2 separate regions of the Danio rerio genome follow, and region 1 is linked to region 2. A link is a contact called in public HiChIP or PLAC-seq data. All regions are on one chromosome and are shown on one strand. Each heading gives the region's core, a stretch centred on a gene start, on an enhancer-like site or on the middle of the called end of the contact. The rest is flanking DNA. Distances are from core to core; before and after follow the strand shown. Region 1 holds the start of msx3 (muscle segment homeobox 3). Region 2 holds the start of cep68 (centrosomal protein 68).

Region 1 (7,203 bases), core at 2,555-5,054, 230 kb before region 2:
CTGCTTTTTCTCTGATAAACATCTGTTAATTCTGTTTTACTAATATTGCTTTTCAGTATGAGTGCTTGGTTGAAGGATGTGGACTGAAATTCAAAACGAGCAAAGAAAGGAAAGATCATCTAATCAGAACGCATAGCTATCCAGCGGACTTCAGATTTGACAAGTCAAAGAAGATCGGAAGGTTTGGTGTTAATACAGAATGTCAGTTTTGTCATTACATTTTGGCTTTTTTATTATGTGCTAATTTTAAGCATGATAATCACATCAACAGAACAACAGAAAAAAAGACTCAACAGAAGAAGGATGCACATATGGAAGTTTCTGCAACCGTTCTGCAACAAGAAAGCTCTGAGTCCATGGATTTTTCGCTGACCCCAGAGCCTGTGGAAACAGAACCAATGCAGGCAGCTAATCTAAAACCACGATACTCATACAAGTGGGTGGATTCTAGGTCATGGATTAATATAAATACTTGATTAAGTTTCATTACCCTGTAGACTCAGTGATCAGAACTATCTGTTGATTATTATCTTTCCTTCAGAGTTCCATCATCCATTTGTTTCGGTCAAGGCTCAGTCAGAGGCTTCAGAGGAAGGAGGAAGAAATAGGCCAAAGCTTTTCTTCATCGCTAACAGCTCACCACATGAGCTCAGTAAAGCATTTGTTTGTTGAGAGCTGTATTTTTATAATAAAAATCATGAAAGCAAACTTTAAAAAGGTTTTTTTTTCTTATGTGGCATATGGCTTTAGAATGCAAAACCTGACAGATGATTGTAGTGAAAAGATTATAAGTAAAATGTCAAGCGGAGTATCTTAATTTCAATTCAGGGATGTTATGCATTGCAGTAAATGTAAGTGCTTCTAGATGCTGCTTTCAACGAATGGCACAGAATTGTTTGCTGAATCGCTTCATGCTTCAGGTAAAAAACACGGGGTGTAATTATGGGGGACCTAATAAAAAACTTGTGACAAATTGCAACAAACATGTTTTTTTGAATCAGATTTACAGGGGTTGAATTTTGTAACGTGTAGAGGTTATATGAAGGGCTTGCGTTTAATACCCAATGGGCCAGGAATTCTCACCGTTACAGTTTGGTCTGTTCAGTAAATAGATTATTTTTGTTATATCTTTATATTAATTTTAGGAGCATGTTCGTGTATCTTGTAAATGTTCGTTTTGTATATTTAGCGCTGATCGTTTGTAATTAAACCTTTGCAATCGTCGATTTCTGAAAAATATATGGAGCAACGCGTTGCTGTCACAAATGTTACAAAGCGCTTTTTATTTAGATTCACTAAACGTAAGTGATTAAAACAGCAGGACTGTTAGGTTGAATTGAAAGGTTTTAAATAATGACATTGTACACATCAGTTTCTGTGAAGATTTATTTTAATGCAAAAGATTATTTCTAATTTGTATATACATATAAAATATACAATAATTTACAGAAGATAAATGTAAACAGTGTATAAATATCAGCAATTCTGTTTGTATTTTTGTTCAAAGGGAATGCAAAATCTGTAATATATACGTGTATTTACAATAATAAAAAAATCTAGACATTATTCTTACAACCTAGCAAACTAGCATACATGTAGTCTACTGAAGGGATTATGGCTAAACAGGCGAAAATCAAAAAACACAGGCCAAAATACTCTGTGTCCCAAAAGGTTTGGGAAGAAAAAGTATAGAGTAATTGAAGATGCTGTTTCTCGTTGATCATATTCAATAAAGACCAACCAAATAACAAATCGAATATCTGAAACTAATAGCGGGCAGAAATAAAAACAAGTAACCAGATTGGCAGTAGAGAATTTGCTAATTTTGATATCTGAGCACAATCTTTGTAATATTCTACAAAATATTTGGTTTGAGTGAAAATACATGGATTAATTTAAAAAAGGCTCTTACAATCCATTTAGGCCCCAATTAGGGCAGACCTATGGAAAGTAGCAATGACACAGTAAAACTTTTATTTTTACGGTATAGGCCTATTCTGCTGCCAGTCGAAACAAGCACTTTAATTTAAAAAAAAATAGTAATTATAAGGTCTTCTTTAAGAGCTTTTTGGAACTGGCACAAACCAGGAGTTTATTTTCGCATCACACATCAACAAATGATGCTGCTCTAGAAACTTTCTAGATCGGCTGTGCCCTTGAAATAATCTACTGGAAATATTTTCTCTGAGACTAAGACAATTATTCACATAGCGGTGTGTCTGTAGGCTATACTTGTATAATACAGCATAAAGTCTTCTGTATTAAGGGGAATATTCATTGCACTTTTAAAACCAATTTGGGTACTATTACTTTTGGAATAAACCGTGTGGATTACAAAAATAATTTATTTTAAATTTTTGCATTTGCTTAAGTTCTATAAAGGAAACATATTTGCAATTTCACACGTCTTTTGACTGGCAGAATTGCAGCAGTTACAGACGGTGAATTGAAGGACGTGCTTCAGTCTGTTAAGACAAATAATACATTCCGTAGGTCACTGGCCCACCGAAAAGTCCCGGGACTGGTAAGGCAGGTCTGGGAAAGGAGCTGGACGGTCCGTAGAGTGGTGGAGAACCAACATGTGTTCCGAGTGGGAACGGAAAGGCGAACGCAGGTAATAACGGCTTGGTTGCAAGTTTCAGTTTCTCTAGTTCGGCCTCCTGGAGTCTTTTTGCCTTCGCCCGTCTGTTTTGAAACCAGATTTTAACTTGAGTCTCTGTGAGGTTGAGTGAATTGGAAAATTCCGCTCTCTCTGCAATAGAAAGATACTGTTTTTGACGAAATTTTCTCTCCAAAGCGAGCAACTGCGAGGTGGTAAACGGGGTCCGCGGTTTTCGGTTGTTCTTGTGCTTTCTGAGGGTACAGGGGGGTGGACTTGAATGCCCTGAAATTATTAAAAACATTCAACAGATTAATTACAATTACATTGGCAAGGTAACAGGTGCTATTTATACTTTTTTGTTCTGCCGAAGTTAATTTTAAAGACTAGTCTATCCCCAAGGTCTGAATTATACATAGGCCTGAACATTTTTTTTAAAATGTATTCACTAAATTTTCATTGTTAAAATGAATGCGTATTCGTAGCAGGAATACTGGATAATAATTCTACAATTAGATGACATCAATATCTTCATCTGCACATCACATAGTAGTGTAATTTTTTTTTAAGTCTGTGTATATGTATTAGCAGCTATTCAGCTTCATTCCTGAGCGCGTTTAACTGCATGTATTTTATAATCGTCAAACTGTCATGCATCATCATGTACAATTATTGCTGAGGTGCTTACTTGGCGGAGAAGTGTACGAGGTTGTCTGAAACCAGCCGGACTGTCCCTTGTCACTTAGTTCTTCCATATCCCCTCTCTTGCAGTCGGAGAGGTTGGAGACGCTCTCCACTGGGATCTTCCTATCTGCGTAAAGAGCCATGGGCGAGAGCTTCAGCCGCTCATCCGCACCGGATGTCGGAGATATAATACCAGCTTCAGAAGACGTGTATAAAGTCCGTGAGCTTGTTCTGTCTGATATTAAAGATTCCACACTGAACGGGAGACTCAGCGCTTTGCCTTTACATCCTTTGACAGCCGCTTTATCGTTGGATTGAGCATCCTCTTTGTCCGCGCTTTTGCGCTCCTGTAGTTTTCCTTCTTGGGAGAGTGGCCCTTCAGAATTCATCATAGATGATAAAGGGGCCATACAACAAGAATATGTGAGTCGTCCTGAACTGTACTCTGGTCCAGCAGCGCTTCCCTTCTGCCGTCGCGCTTTTGCGACGCTTGCCTCGCTCTCCAAGCAGAGCGCACTCGCAGCTATAAACTTCCAAAAGTTCGCTTTTTTCCCTGCCGCCCTCCAATCGGCTTGACATTTCACCCACATGACTTTCCGCGTACTCGTCCTGATTGGTCCAAGCAGTTTCTTTGAGACGTCACAATGATTTTGAAAGAAATGTTGCATGGTTAATCATACTTGTCTTGCCGAGGTGGTTTATTGATTGCTCTGGGGGCTCCAGTCTTGGAGGCAAGGAGCCATTTGAGAAGTTTTGTTGCAATTAACCAGAGGGGATGTCTGTATAGCGGGCCTCCGTACTCATTAACTGAACTCTTATTGAAAACATACAGCGAAACAAACCACTTCCTTGGCCTCTTCGTCCACGATTTCTGGGATATTTACTTTATAAAAGCGCTGGATAAACTGAACATTTTTATATCACACGTGTCATAGAAGTGTTTGTTCAACATGCATAAAATAGCTAATAATAATAATGATAATAATAAATGTTTTTGATTGGCATTTTAGTTTTCACTTTAAAAAATGCGTCTGTTTCACATTATAAACAGGATCATGTTTAACTGAGGAAGAAACGCTTTCAAAGATTCCCGTAAAATGTGACGGGACAAAATGATGTGACTGAATTGACGATGATTTTGTCACGCTGCATTACAGCAATTTAAAGCTTGTCTTGGCCCTTTAAGACTGCAGAAAGCCTCCATTGAGGCGCAACTGGCAACCCCTCACCGTAAGTCAAAGCATTTCATAACGCAGACAAGCCCTGTTTTGGAAGGCGCCAGTCTCGGCAAGATCAAAAAGGAAGCTACCTCAGGGAGAATATGCAACAGTTAACTCCACTTAACCAATTGTCCTCGAAGAGTTTAATGTCAAGGCAATAGCCAGAGGGCAATCAGTTCCCACAGACAGCGCGCACCACTCAGTTAACTGTTGCCTCACTATATGTCTCCTTCTAGAAGACTTAGACTTGATCATTTTTATTATCAGAGCATGTTTACATTGTAGTTTACTGCGAGAAGATAAAAAGTAACCAAAAACAAGCCTGTTTTTTTAAACGGATTTCGGTCTAGCCTAAATCAACCAAATGAGCGACTTCTGTGACATTTGGTTTAATTGTGTGTAGTACGCATATTTAGCATTTAGGCATAATTCATGAAATAAAAAAATATGATAATTTTTTTTTTACATTTATGATGGGAGTTTTACGTTACATTCTTGTCAAGATCTCAGAAGCATTCATTCGTATAATAAAATATCGCTGTTTGACAGGGATATTTTAGTAGGCCTATCAAAAATGTTATTAGAAACGTAGCCTATTTTTGTGTGTTAACCTCGACTGTTGACCTGCTATATTAGGCCAGCTGTTATTAGCCAGATGTGTAATTTATACGATTCAGTTCAGAGTCACATGATTCATCTGTCAAAACCGAGGTTTGGCAAGGCTTCTTACGCTCATCGTTCAAATTAACGGAAATTACTGATGCAGTCTATTAAATATTTCACTGTTTGGCATTATTCGAGAAATAATTTTGAAGTAGGCCTAGTCTAACGCAAAAAAAAAAAAAATTGTTTTGTTTTCTAATAAGTATTTTAAACATTCATGTCGATGACGTCCTGCTCCAAAGGGTCAAGCCATCGCGATCGATGACAGTTTTGGATTTTTTTTTTCTGAACTTTTTTCTTGCTGATCCAGAGTGCCTGCCCTGCTCTCGACAAGGCGGAATTTCAGCGAAATCCTTGGTGAATGTAATTGCTGGGACCATGTAACCTCCTCCCATGAGAATACCACTCCAAGTGTTCTTCAAAACCAGTGCACATATTGAAACATTTACTAAGGAAGTGGTTCTCTGATTTATTACAAAGCAAAATACTGTAAGTAGTGTAGTGTGTCTATGTGCTACTCATTACCCCAAAATGGTAGTAGCTGACAGGGTTAAGATGTGAAAGAGCCCAAACAAACCTTTCAAGTTCATATAAATGTAAAAAGAAAACAACAATTATAGGCCCATATTATACTAATGCAAAATTGGAATAATTTAGTGTCTAATGAGGATTTTTTGTAGACAATTATTAATAGGAAAACACATTTAGCTTTCTGCAAAATGAAGATGGAGTGCAATAGATTAAATTAATTGCTTTTGGAAATTGCAAGGCATTAGCGGAAGAGATACATTATTTTTTTTACAATAATAGTGCAACTGCACTGTTAAAGCTTCACATGATTATACAAGAACATAGAAGACAAATATATGATTATCCTGGTACTTCCAGAAGCCAGACTCAATGTACCGTATATTGTGTGCCACAATGTCCTCATTATTTGTTAACAAACCAAGATTTTCATATTTGCAGAGCCAATGTCAAAGTTGATATGTTAAAAGACCACATTAAGATTTTTATCTGAGGACATCACTGTTGCCTTTTGCTTCTATATAGCTATTAAGTGATTTCCTTTGCCGTCATCTCAGGACGTTATTTCATCTCTGGGGAATTTAATGTCATGCGTAACTTTCCTCCCGTCTCCCTTGACTCTCAACCTTTTTTATTGAATAATTAATTTTTCCTGTTACTCTTCTTGAGGTTAGTATAATTGCTAGAAATGTAAACACACAATGTTATTCTTTGGGAATCCCTCATGACTCGACTATTGCTGTGCCAATGGAACAATTGCTCTTAAGCAGTACAATACTGTTTATGTTAGTCCTCTGTGCATGAGTTCAAAGTTTTGCAAAGATCTGATTCTTGATGGAATGTTTGTCTATGTCCAAGGGGGGTTACATAGATTTCTCATGCATCCTTAGCTTTGATTCTCATGTTTAAAAAAATAAAGCCAAGCAGAATTCTGTGCTGATTGCCGAGAGTCTCTTGTGGTTGGAAAGTGCATCTTTTCAAAGTACAAATTATTGGGGAAAAGTTTTGTCGTTATGGTGCGATACATTTTCAGTTTGCTGCTGGATCATTGGACAAAAGCAAATTTAAATGTATATTTACCCTCAGGCCATGCAATATAGATATTGAAGACTTTTTCATCTGAAGAACATTAAAATAGAAAAAAGAGGGGCTTCAAAAAATAAAAAATTAAAGAAAAGTTTTCAATGTATGTACAATTCATTTTGTTTCACCTGCATGTTTTCTTTATTTTAATTGAAAGTGCTGGTTTGAATCAAGTGCCATGATTCCAGCTAATGTTCAACTAAAGAAAAAAAGTCACCAATGTCTTGGATTATGAACACCTTTAACAGCAAATTTTTATTATTTTTTAGTAAAATATTCTTTCAAGAATTATTAGCCCCCCTGAATTATTAGCCCCGTTCATTTTTCCCCCAATTTCTGTTTAACGGAGAGAAGATTTTTTTCCAACCCATTTCTAAACAAAGTAGTTTTAATATCTCAACTCTAATAACTGATTTATTTTATCTT
Region 2 (6,729 bases), core at 2,049-4,548:
ACTCGTCACACACCAGAACCAAGAAGAAAACTCCTCACGCGAAACACTCAATGACAAGGACGGTGTGGAGTCTGTGCTGTAAACTGTCAACTGTGGTCTCTCATATCCTTCTCCTTCACTCTTTCTCTTTTACTTTTTAAAAAAACCACTAAAGACGTGATGTCGCTGTGAAGTTTACGTCAAACATAAGGTTTACTCGAATCTGTGAATGGAACACTAATGGCCAGTCTGTTTTACATTTAGTTTGAAGTATTTTACAGTTATGATAATCTTATCCAATTGTGCCAAATCGTTAGTTTTTGTGTTTGGGAACATCCCAGATTATATGTAAAAGTCGAAAAGGGAATATTTCCAATTTGCAAGAAGATAACAATGGATAGTAATGAAAACCAGTCACCGACTGACCTCTTGATCTTTATTTTAACTGATTGTGTGAAACATTAACTATTTTTGAAGATGAGCCGAAAAGTATTTGCTGTAAATATTTATGTCCCTAATAGCAAATCCTGTTAAATTATGAAATAGTCTGTTGATTTATCGGGGACTGTTTAAAAAATGTGCATGTGTGCTCGTGAAGCAGATCCACAGCTTGTGCTCTATGCTTTTAATACAATCTAATTTTAAGTGAAGCTCAGAAATTAAGATAAATCTCAGGGTCACTGGTGATATTAAACCTGAGGATGTGAGACATGCTGTATGGTCAAACATTTCCTGAAAGACCTCAGTTCTCATTAACACAGACACACACACACACGCACAAACACGCACACATATGCTGTCGTTTGACCCAAGAACATCTCACATGGTACATAGTGACCCCTTGTGGTCAGTGGGATTATAATTGTTGAACATTTTGTACATCTTATGCCCAATTTTTGCGTTTGGTCATTAGTTATGAAGTAAACCATTTGATGGACGATTTGATACGTATGAATGAGTTTAATTTATTGTAATTGTTTAGCCTTTTGTACTGCATTGAAGATTATTTTTCGTAATCTGTTGCTAAAGATCCAGATGTATGTAAAAGATTTAGGTGAACTCTAAAAGCTGTTAATTAGCACTTGATTGGTTTTATATACATTTTCTCCATGTACTTTTTCAGTCTCTTTTAACTGTAAGTTATCTTGTTACCAATGTGTGTCTGCCTAATATTAAACCAAAAGCATTTGTGTCTCTGATTTACGAGAGTTTTATTGTTACATTGTGAGAACCACCAATGGGCTATATGCGCAGCTAATGTTTTTCAGCCAATGATGAACTTCCGGTGAAAAGTTTATGTGACTGTTTTCAGTTTCATAAGGTTCCTTTTACAGCATCGATGTTGTACTGTAATTCAAGCATTTATTTAGTTGTTAAAGTGTAAAAAGAGATGACAGACTGTTTAAACGCATGTGCCGTCATTAGCAACTAGCCAGAGCTGACATTTTTTTAAAATTTCTCGGGTAAAATTCATTTCCATAAATTTTAAAGACAAGGCACAGAAAAATATAATTTAATGCAGTGCTTCTTGTTTGGTCAGATACCCAATTTATACTTCCAGGAGACTTGGGATGTCTGTCTTTAACGCAGCAATTTTGTATGGGATGACAAGTAACCAGAAGCCCTAGGGCTGACTGAATTTAAATGTGTGTGTCCATATACCCCATTGTAGGCCTAACCTGTTACTGATTACAAAGTATATAATGAAATTCGTAGTCATTCACATAAACTTTATGATTAGTTTAAGTCATAGGTAGGCCCACACGGAATCTGCGCGTGCAGAAATCCGCAGATTTCCACAGTTTTTTAGTTTATCATTGAGTGTATTTATTTACTTGTGTCAAAGTGTGTAAATTTATATTTATTCAGTTTTTAAATGCATTTCAGTAACATTATTGTGATATAATAATAGTAATATCAAAATGTTCACATGATCTATTTACAATACAGTTTGTAAAATAACATTTTCTGTCTTTTCGTAGGTATATTATATGAGAAACTTGCTTTGTTTACCAAATAAGTGGATCTAACTGGATTTGCAATGTAAACATTAAATAAAAGTTAAAATGTATTATTTTTTATTTCATATATTAAGTTCTTAGTTATGATATTCCTAAAATCATTTAACATAAATCCGTAGGTTTTTTAAAAACAAAATTCTCAGCAGAAATAGCAAAAAATGTCTGCAGATTCTGTCTGGGCCTCATATGTCTCAAACTCTATTCATGGAGGGATGCAGCTCTCAGTCTACTTGAGACTATTAAGCAGGTGCGAGTTGGAGGTGGTTAAAGCTAAACTATGCAGAGCTACGGCCCTCCAGGAATTGAGTTTGACCATTAGGTAATTTATACTGCTTGCTTTTGGATTATTAATATTGTAAAAATAAAAGTATGAATGAAAAAGTAGTACTTTCTTTGTTACCAACAAAATGCCTTAAAAACCATATTGCCAGGGTTTGTACATGTAAATATTAAATTTGTAAATAATGTTGGAGGGTTTGTGATGAAAAGCTAGAATTCAATTATAAATGTACAAATGTAACTAAAATGAAAAAAATATTTCATTTCATTTGAAATAATTTGTTGCATGTTGGTGTGACCTGAGATTGGATCTTTTTCATTTTGATTTAACAAATCAAAACTACAAACTAATCATAAATTGTTTATACAAGAGGTTGAAGATTTCAGATAGATAGTAAAATATTGAGGAAACAGACTAGGCATATCACTGCATATCACACTTTAATCTGATTTTGACCATTTTAAAATCTAACATAATCTTATTATATGTACTTTCTGGATATGTAATCCAGATTACATGTAATCAGTTGATACCAGACAGAATAAAGTAACTAATAAAGTAACTAATTCCTCTGTGGGCCCTGTGGTGTGGGCGCTCCAGGGGGCGCTTAGTTCTCACTGGAGACATTTTAATCATTTAAATCTTTAAATTACATATACAATGTTATGTTACTTTTATCGCGTACTTTAATATCACATGTTTATAGCTATATACGTAAACTAAACCACATACATTTTCATGAAGTCTTTTAAAAGCCTATAATAATAATAATAGTAATAATCTCAAACGGTTGTGATTGGTCGGTTTTGGTCAGTGCTGAGAAAAGTAACAGGTATCACATGTCAATGTCTTGTTTCAGCAGTTGTCATTCTGTGGGTCATTTTAGAATATTAACAAAAAGAACTTTGATAAGAGTACCGCCGTGTGCTTCAAAAATAATCATTTATAAATAAATAAACCGGAGAAACCTTAGCTCGTCCAGTTTTATCTCGCTATTGGCTGTACGCGACAGTTTACGCTGCGTGACCCGCCTCCTGAACTGGTTCCTCCACCGCCTGGATTCCTCAACAGCAGTGTTTTTATTTATTTAGTGTATTCGTTTATCTGTTAAGCATTTGCACGTTGTTCGTTAAGGTATCGAAGGTCTTTCTTCGGTCAAAACGGTATGTAAAAGCAGTTTAATATCTATTACGCAGCAGTGAACTCTAAGTGAAAGTGATGTCGAAAGAGGCGTGAAGCCGCTGTATGACTGCTTTACTGGTTGATAGACTAACGTTACCATAACAATAATTACACTGTGGACTGTTACGGAATGTTCCCAATTAATGTAACTGTTATTCAGTTATTAATGCGTGTAACTGTATTTGCATTCTATTTCTGTTCCAAGCAACCCAGTTTCAATTGTGGAAAGTTATTCTGTAGTTTGGTATAAATAGCAACCACAGGGATATTATTGCATATTGTGCTTTCATTGGGTTAGTAACGTTAACGTAAAACTTTAAATGCACCGCATATGACATTGGTTACGACTTACTGGTTACGACTTACTGTAATTATGGCCCTGTTGAGCGTATCTTTTTGTTGTTTTTCATTGTTCAGCTATTGAATCACAAGTAAGTTGTTTTGCAATTTCCGTATTTTATATTTGATTCGTTATAACAGTGTTTTCCATAAACAGTATCTCTGTATATAATATACAATCACTGTGTTTTCTCTTGCTAGTTGTTTGATGACCATGTTGCCAAGGAAACTGTCAATCAAACCTATATGACTTTCTTTTTTCTGATTTGTGTGGTATAGTGCCATAGTAACCCACAGGATCAGTCCTAGAACAACATCTTGGTTGTAACAATTGTAACAGTCTGGTATGTGTCCTCAAGTAAAGGGAAATAAAAGTAAAAGGAAGTCATGAAGCAGGTTCCGAGATTGTCTTTTGTTTGCAGGCAGGCTATGATTTAAATGTCCTCACGTGATCACCTCTCATGACATGCCATTTTCTGTCGGTAGCCATGGAAACCAGACGCATCAGCCAATCAAATAACTGTCCTGGTCTGGTATTCCACAGAGAAATAGTGGAAGCTGCTTTGTCTGCTCACTGTTGCATTCATTAGAGCTCATCTGACCCATAATCACACTCACAACAGTCACATTATTATTTTACAGCTTATTTTACACTAAGAATTATTGTTATTATTATTTAATTTAGATATAAATATATATGCATGTTTTATTTATTCATTCATTTTCTTTTCGGCTTAGTCCCTTTATTAATCAGGGATCACCACAGTGGAATGAACCACCAACTTATCCAGCATATGTTTTACGCAGTGGATGCCCTTCCAGCTGCAACTCAACACCGGAAATACTCGTACACTCTTACATTCACACTTGTACACTACAGCCAATTTAGCTTATTCAATTCACTTACAGCACATGTCTTTGGACTGTGGGGGAAAACCGGAGCACCCGGAGGAAACCCACATGAACACGAGAAGAACATGCGAACTCCACGCAGAAACACCAACTGACCCAGCTGGGGCTTGAACCAGCGACCTTCTTGCTGTGAGGTTATTGTGCTACCCACTGCGCCACAGTGCTTTTTTTTTTTTTTTTTTTTGACAAATATTACAATTTTGCAAACACTAGTCCAAATCAGGGGTTCCTAAACTTTTCAGCCTGTGACCTCCAAAATTACAATGTCAGTGACTCACGAACCCCAATATTCTCTGAGGTGGTTATAACTATATAAACCTTACACACCGGCGCACACATAGGCCCAAGTCTATTCATCATTTAATTTTGGAGAACGCCACTCAGAGACCATCCTCCATGTTCGGTTGTGGCCTGTATTTAATTTTTGTTGTACGTGAGTGCTGTAAAGGTGTCTGAAAGTTTAACCTGGTGCCATAAAATCAATGTGCTGTGCCTTTAATATAACATATTCATCCCAGAGGTCACAAAAAATTGAAAGGTGGATGGCTTTTTATTTCCATGTTGTTTTTTTAATGTTACTATTGTCTTTTTGTATTCTATTTCTGTGGGTTATGGATAAAATATGGTGATCCCAATAGTTGAACCTAATACCAAATATTAAACCTAATAATAAAAAATGATTTTTGGAAATCACAAAGCTACACGCCTCAATGTCCTGTATTCCCCACTTTGGGAGTCACTGGTCTAGATGATAGCCCCAAAATAAAAATAAAAATTAATTCATTCGGAAATTCTAGGTCTCGCAATTTTAAATTGAAACGCATAAACTTTATTATTTGACTAATATTTCAAAAGACATGATTAATTTAATTGAGAATCACATGAATCATCAAATTAGTACTAGCATGAATTGCACTTAAAACTGTGACAACTAAAAACAAAAGAGTTGAGTAGTTTTCATCAATGGATATGATTGTCAATGATTCTCACACTGTTTCAATGATAAACTACTCTGGAGTTCACATTCTGGCTCTGTGAACTGAAACCCTGCCTACTTTCATTTGATTGGCCATCCCAATCATTTTAACATTGACAAGCACTGTTAAACCACTGCAGCAGGCCAGCTGTTAGAGAAAAAAAGTGATAAATATATCAATTTTAGACATTTTTGTCATCTGAGTTTTAAATAATGGAGTTCATAAGGGTAATGTAAAAATGTCAAGCATTGTTGAAGAAAATGGAGTCACGGTGGCGTAGTGGGTAGCACGATCGCCCCACAGCAAGAAGGTCACTTGTTAAAGCCTCGGCTGGGTCAGTTATCATTTCTGTGTGGAGTTTGCATGTTTACCCTGTGTTTGCATGAGTTTCGTCCGTGTGACCGTCCTCCAAAGACATGCTCTATAGGACAGGTCAATTAAATAGGCTAAATTGGCTGTAGTGTATGTGTGTGAAGGAGTGTGCATGTGTGTTTCCCAATGTTGGGTTGCGTCTGAAAGGGCATCCGCTGCATAAAACATATGCTGGATAAGTTGTCAGTTCATTCCGCTGTGGCGACCCCTGGTTAATAAAAGGACTAAGCCGAAGGAAAATGAATGAATGTTGGGGAAAAACTGCTCATTTTAACATCCGCTGGAGACAGAAGATCTTTTTCAATGTTTATGTTGGTTATAGCCCTGTTGTACATTTTTCAGATTAAACTTTTGTACTGCTTTTGCTTATCAGTGTTTAATACACAGTGTGGTTATGACTTCGTAGTTGTCACTGTGACCAAATGAGGAACCACAGAGTCCGGATGTGTTGCTGTGGCTTTTGGAGTTGACAAGGCCTTATCATACACCTCCTCACTGATGGAGAACAAGAACTATGAGAGATGGAAGTCCAGGATCCCGGAGTTCATCCGGAGTGGTCACTCTGGAACTCTCAGTTGCAGAACTGATGAGAGGACAAGGCCTGCAAAAGTCCAGGAGACCAAAGACTCAGACAAAGAGAGGAGTGGCAGCAAAAAGACAGTCACCT

What was found. HiChIP or PLAC-seq counts read pairs in DNA pulled down with a chosen protein or histone mark.
Region 1: a contact with region 2 is called in an H3K4me3 HiChIP or PLAC-seq map of gastrula embryo, with 5 times the contacts expected there. The contact joins the promoter of msx3 here to the promoter of cep68 in region 2. A contact is called at or near these places in 1 of 18 Hi-C or Micro-C datasets (hematopoietic stem cells) and 1 of 4 datasets of contacts at active chromatin or transcription factors (gastrula embryo).

The regions. Positions count from the first base shown.
Region 1 is chr13:27,874,917-27,882,119 of GRCz12tu, reverse strand. It overlaps msx3 (muscle segment homeobox 3), which reads right to left and starts at 3,804. Exons shown (of 2, transcript NM_131272.2): 1 at 3,288-3,804; 2 at 1,373-2,884. The coding sequence starts at 3,693. The coding sequence ends at 2,469. znf511 (zinc finger protein 511) reads left to right here. Exons shown (of 6, transcript NM_001004531.1): 4 at 57-181; 5 at 272-436; 6 at 542-708. The coding sequence ends at 608.
Region 2 is chr13:27,642,557-27,649,285 of GRCz12tu, reverse strand. cep68 (centrosomal protein 68) reads left to right here and starts at 3,298. Exons shown (of 6, transcript NM_001007171.1): 1 at 3,298-3,443; 2 at 6,469-6,729. The coding sequence starts at 6,561. slc1a4 (solute carrier family 1 member 4) reads left to right here. Exons shown (of 7, transcript NM_001002513.2): 7 at 1-402. The coding sequence ends at 82.